Regions from separate parts of the Sus scrofa genome. Here region 2 is linked to region 1. The links are chromatin contacts, called in public promoter capture Hi-C maps. All regions are on one chromosome and are shown on one strand. The core of a region is the stretch at or near the end of the contact, and the rest is flanking DNA. Distances in the headings are between cores, read along the strand shown. Region 1 overlaps FCHSD2 (F-BAR and double SH3 domains protein 2). Region 2 has its middle 17 kb from the start of FCHSD2.

What was found. Promoter capture Hi-C pulls out the DNA fragments that hold promoters and counts their contacts.
Region 2: a promoter capture Hi-C map of liver shows a contact between it and region 1, with 4 times the contacts expected there. The contact joins two enhancer-like sites. A contact is called at or near these places in 1 of 5 promoter capture datasets (liver) and 4 of 47 Hi-C or Micro-C datasets (blood, liver and skeletal muscle).

What each region holds. Positions count from the first base shown.
Region 1 is chr9:7,548,785-7,551,739 of Sscrofa11.1, forward strand. All of the region lies in intron 3 of FCHSD2 (F-BAR and double SH3 domains protein 2), which reads right to left. Among named protein-coding and RNA genes, the nearest start is that of FCHSD2, 70 kb to the right of the region's middle. Within about 2 kb of position 1,462, at least 1 of the 83 cell types and tissues checked has an H3K27ac peak or open chromatin away from gene starts, as enhancers often do. A contact at or near this core is called in liver, where this site is marked.
Region 2 is chr9:7,635,506-7,638,592 of Sscrofa11.1, forward strand. No RefSeq gene overlaps it. Among named protein-coding and RNA genes, the nearest start is that of FCHSD2, 17 kb to the left of the region's middle. Within about 2 kb of position 1,271, at least 34 of the 83 cell types and tissues checked have an H3K27ac peak or open chromatin away from gene starts, as enhancers often do. A contact at or near this core is called in liver, where this site is marked.

The DNA of each region.
Region 1 (2,955 bases), core at 212-2,711:
TTCATACTATCTTCCAGCATGTTCTAACCCAAGAACTGTGTACTATAAACAGTTCCCTGTGCTGTAAACATCATTAAATGATTTCTGAGAATATAAGTAGTAACACACTACATGAGCTACTTGTGGCTCTCAATTATTGGTCAAAAGACATGCTTCTATTTCCTTCTAGCAATACCACTTTCTCGGCTTAAGAATAACATTTTATTGATTCCTACTCTGAATCATAATTTCCAACAAAGCAGATCTGCAAAAAGCATCTTCATTTCATGAAGCGAATGTAACTTAAGCATTTACGATGTGCCAGATGTTGTACTAAGAGCTAGAAATAAATTACAAGGGAAATAAAATCCTGTTTTCAAAGACTCTGTAGGTGGATAAGGGAGGTATCAGTGTAATCATGGAATGTTTCCTGAATAGTGTTACGGCTGCCTTTTTTTAAGTAAAAGCCATTAGACCACTTTCTCCTTTCTCAGAAAATCCATGAAGCAAACCAACTTAGAGAATTAGAAAGAGTAACAATTTAGACTACTGTTGGTTTATAAAATTAATTTCTCATTTTTTCCCCATACATCACATTAAAAGGTTGGATGGAGTTCCACCCAATTTGAAAATTGTTTGAGACCAGCTGATTTAAAATGTAGGCTACGCTGCACATCCAAAATTCCCTCTGGCAGGTGGTAGGGAGTACCTCAACGAGAAGACAGGCTGATGACAGGCAGCACAACTCATGCTCAGATACAACAAACAAGGCACCTATGTGATTGTTGATTGTAAATGACATAACATACACAATACAAAGATAGATAAAAAGTGATTGCAGATATGAATCCTAAATTCAAACTCACCTGAACCAATGATTTAAAGCACAGAACCTTCTCTCAAATGGGCAACAGTACGAAGCAGTACTCTACTGAGGAGCATTTGATACGCATTTATTTAATGGATAATGACTCTCCTATGCAAAGCCAGGCAAGCTAGTTTCATTTGTTTATGAATCTATCTCTCCATTAGACTAAGACTTAAAGTGTTTCAGTATTTTATTCAGCAATGTCATAACCCCCTCAAAAACATCTATAATCAAACATGAGCATAAACTCATCACGTTCAGAACTATTTCATCTATTTCCACAGAAGAAAGATAAAAGGTTTGATTTTATCTACAACCAGTCGTCATGAAAGGATAGATGACACACTATCAATTACATGAGTCTTTATTGACAGTCACTCCATTTGGGGGTTTCTTAAAAAAATTGCTCACTAACCATTTGTTCTGAATGCTCTATTTAAAGCTATTAATAAACAATAATGAATATTCTAATCATTCTGATTCTCTAGACAAAATTCTAAAGTTCCTAGAACTCCTATGAGAAATACCTAGTATTTCTCGGTTTCAGCTACTCAGTGATCCCAGAGGAACAGAATGATATAATTTGGTTCTAAACTCTGGCCTCTAGATGAGAATGAGAAATGCAAACAAATACTAAAAGTACACAGAACTCAGAGCTTTTGGAAAAGGCTGGCACATTTAAGAAGCCAACTTTTTTTTTTTTTTTTTTTTTTTTTGGCTATGCCCTAGCATTTGGAAGTTTCTGGGCTAGGGATCAAACCCACATTACAATAGCGACCCGAGCCACAGCAGTGGCTGTGACAACACTGGATCCTTAACCTGCTGTGCCACAAGGGAACTCTCAAGAGGCCACTGTTTTTTTGCCTAGATTATACAACTAAACTGTGAGTTAGAGAAGAAAATCTGTAAATACCAGCTACTGCTACCAATAAAAACTGACTTATCTAAGTACATGGAGAAACAGGAAAGAAAATACAGGCTTTTAGTCAGAAACCAACATTCAGATTATGTGAGGGTTGCCCTTTCTGAGCCCTGTGTCTTCATTCTAAAAGCAGATATAATAGCCAGTGTCTTAGTGTTTAGTGTAAGAATCTAAATAATGATGACTAGCAATACTTAGTGCTCTAAAACTTAGGGTTATCATAAACAGGAGGAGAAGATCCTCTTTTCAGTCACATTTATACGTGTAGCCACAACAAGAAGGCTCAAATAATATCTGAATAAGAAAATTATAGCTGGTTACTATCTAAGTTTCTCAGGGCTCCTGTAACAAAGCACTGAAGTCCCACAAACTGGGTGGCTTAAACCAACAGAAATTTATTCTTCCATAATTCTGGTGGCTACAAGTATCAGCAGGGTGGTTCCTTTTGGAAGCTCTGAAGGAGAATTCAATCCATGCCTATCTATTAGTTTTAAATCAGAGCTTTCCAAATAATATATTGCACCTCCCAGAGCAATACAAGGAATGGAAATCCCTCAGCCTCTGAGTAAGCTAAGAGGGACATGAAGTACCGAACCTTCAGAACTTCCAATTCTGCATCCTTTAAAGGTTTTGCAACATTTTTTCTAATATCATAAAACCAGTTAGGGAGTTCCCGTCGTGGCGCAGTGGTTAACGAATCCGACTAGGAACCATGAGGTTGCGGGTTCGGTCCCTGCCCTTGCTCAGTGGGTTAAGGATCCGGCGTTGCCGTGAGCTGTGGTGTAGGTTGCAGACACGGCTCGGATCCTGCGTTGCTGTGGCTCTGGCGTAGGCCGGTGGCTACAGCTCCGACTGGACCCCTAGCCTGGGAACCTCCATATGCTGCAGGAGCGGCCCAAAGAAATAGCAAAAAAAAAGACAAAAAAAAATAAAATAAAATAAAATAAAACCAGTTAGGCTTATGCCATAGCAACTTGGTATTAACTTGATCTGAGGTTAGAAGTTCCCTGGTGGTCCTGCAGGTTAAGGATCTGGCATTATCACTGCTGTGGCTTGGGTCACAGCTGTAGTGCAGGTTTGATCTCTGGCCTGGGAACTTCCACATGCTGTGAGTGTGGCCAAAAAAAAGAGAGAAGAGTTCCCATCACGGCGCAGTGGAAACGAATCTGACTAGGAACCATGAGGT
Region 2 (3,087 bases), core at 21-2,520, 87 kb after region 1:
CCCAGCCTAGGTGCCTTTGCCTCTGTGGGGCAGGTTGGCTACGTCTTCCCTCCTGCCCCGTGTGTGGACAAATGAGATGACTGTGCTGGGTTCTGACCTGACTAATTTCATTTAATCCTTCTATCAACCTGGAAGGGTAGCAATCACTGTCTCCATTTTACAGATGGGGAAACAGAGGCTGCAGAGCCTGGTATTTGCTTTCCCTCAGAGCAACCTCTTGAGACGAATAAGACAAACAGCACCAGTAACTGTGGGGCCAGTTGAGCTGATAAGCAGAAAAAAAAAAAAAAACAAAAACTGGAAGAACATGGAGAGGAAAGGTCACTTCTGTGTCCCTCAGTCAGCAGACTTTGGAGCCAAGAAGTTTTCCAGGGAGAAGGGGACGAAGAGAACATTCGAGATGAGGAAATAGTGAGAAGCCTGGCACCGAGCTGGAACACCTGGAAATCTGGCAGTGCACGGGCGGGGTGCCTGGGTGGGTTGGAGCCCAGGATCCAGGCAGGGAGTGGGCTGAGACCAAAGCAGAGAGGGCCGGGACCCCAAAGCACACTTTACACCCTGCTGCGCAGGCTCTGCTGCCTTTCGGGATCTGCCCTGAGGCTGCCGTCAGCGGTGCATCATTCGTGGCTCAGGAGCCCCCCGCCCCAAAAACTCTGGTTCTATCAGAAGCCTCTGCTAAGGCCTCTATGGGTCAGTGCTGGGAGGACTCAAAACGGAGCCTAGACGGAAGAAGCAGTTTCGTATCTATCTTGTGCCAAGCCCTACAATGGGCGGTGGGGACCGGGACACTCAGTCCCTTTCCCTAGAGCGTTTGAGTTGGGGAGTATCCCCACTGCCATGCGCCATGTGGTCAGCTAGTCCCTGAGAATCAGGGCTCAGGACTGTGGAGGCCCAGGGGGGACCCCCAGCCTCTGGGGGGAAGGGGCGGGATTCCCAGCCAGACCTCACCAACCTGGTGGCAGGGTAGCCAGCATGATCAGCAGTGCCAGGGGAAGGAGAACCCAGGTTCTATTCTGGCTGCCTCTCCAGGAGGAAGTCAGATCCAGGAGGTGGAGGGCCCAGCAGGGTGAGCCAGGCCTCCACCCCCGGGCGGCCCCCTTCCTCCGGGAGGGTGTTCTGGGCATGGCCCCGTGGTGACGCTGGACCGGAGCTGGGCTCCCAGCCGACGTGCTGGCCTCTCGCTGTTTCCGGTGACCTCTAGAGCCCCACGTTGGGTGTGATGCAGGGAACCTGCGTGTGCCAGCTGTCTGGAACGGGACCAGCCCAGCAACGGCCTCCCCCCTCACGTGGTCGGGCTTGTGACACCGAAGTGCAGGCCTCTTTCGGGTGCTCTGGTTACTTCTCCAAGGACATGCAAAGTATAAAGTCCTCTGGGCCCACAGCCCAGCCCGAAACACGCGCTTCTGCGGCGCTCCAGAGGAAGGGTGGTGAGGAGGCAGGTGCCATGCTTACGGGCTCAGAAGTGCAGCCGTCACGAGGGGGCTTTTCTGCAAGCAAGCATTCTTGCCATTCTTGCGAGATGAGTGGGGAGGGGCCGAAATGGACCCCCCATTTCGGCAGCGAAGGGCCTAGACAGACCCAGAGGCTCATGGGACACTGAACACTGAGAAGGGAGCCGTGGGGCAGCGGGGCGGGAGCCCAGCGGCTCTCCGCGTCCTCGACGAGATGCAGAAGAGCTGGTGAAGCTGGATACAGGGCGGACTCTGCCACAGAGAACGAGAGACCTGAGCTCACAGCCGGAGGCGAGGAGGCCGAAGGGCATGGCTGCCTGACTGGGCATCCCTGCATCCTGGACCATCGGCGCCAAAGAGACGACAGAGCCCGTGACATCCAATTCACTACACTGAGGAGGACCAAGATCCAGAGGGGCAGAGGGCGTGTCCTAGGTCCCCTGGTGTGTCAGGGCAGGGGCCAGCCTCCCAGGCCAGTGCGTTTCCCACCCACACTCAGGAAAGTCAAACCCAGCAGGCAGCGCTCTACTGGCGTTGGAGACAGGGAGGGGCCCCGAGAGAGAGGGTCGGGTGCCCCACCCTATTTCTCAGATAAGGAGCTAGGGTCCAAGACGGCCAGGGACTTGCCTGAGGTCAAGGAAACAACAAAACCCACCCCCCAGACCCAGGGATCCCGACCTCTCAGTCCAGGACCGGGAGGCACCAGTGTCTCCCAAGGAGAGAGAGGGTGAGGAGAAAGAAGCCCCCGTTTGCTGAGCATCTGTTATGTACATGTCTTCTTTCTTTTCCTTTTTTTTTTTTTTTTTTGCCTTTTTTCTAGGGCCGCTCCTGCGGCATATGGAGGTTCCCAGGCTAGGTCCAATCGGAGCTGTAGCTGCCGGCCTTTGCCAGAGCCACAGCAATGCAGGATCTGAGCTGTGTCTGCAACCTACACCACAGCTCACAGCAACGCCTGATCCTTAACCCATTGAGCAAGGCCAGGGATCGAACCCGCAACCTCATGGTTCCTAATCGGATTCGTTAACCACTGGGCCACGATGGGAACTCCTGTCCACGTCTTCTTTCTAACACCCGCAGCCTTGGAAGCAGGCATCCTTGACCATGTGTAACACATTAGAGAACCGAGGTTCAGAGGCAAAGCCACTTATCCAAGGCCACACAGCTGGTAGACAGCAGTGCAGAAACGCAAGCCCAGGTCTGTTTACTTTCAAGGCTGTGCTTGTGTCCTTACTCAGGCTACACTGGGTTTGGGACCCAGGGCTGACAATGCAAGGAAATGGGGGAGGGGGAAGCCAGGGGCCACCTCCAGGCACTGCCCGGGCTCCCAGCTTGCTGGTTGTTCCAGTGACAAGAATCAACAGAAATGACCTTGGGACAGCAGGATTCTACCTCCCGCTGACTGGTTTTCGTTGTTGTTTAAAGGTCCATACTGATCCATACCCTGAAACAAAGCCACACAAAACAAACAGAGCAGAGGGCATGGCTTCTGGTGTTGCTGAGATAATACCAAGTGGCTTCAGGCCAAGGCCTCAGAAGCCCAGAACTTAGGTTGATTCAGGAACTTAGACTCTCTCAAAGGCCCACCGTGGGGGGCTCCCAAGCTTTCAGCCCACCCCACCGGGAGAGGAATCCTCTC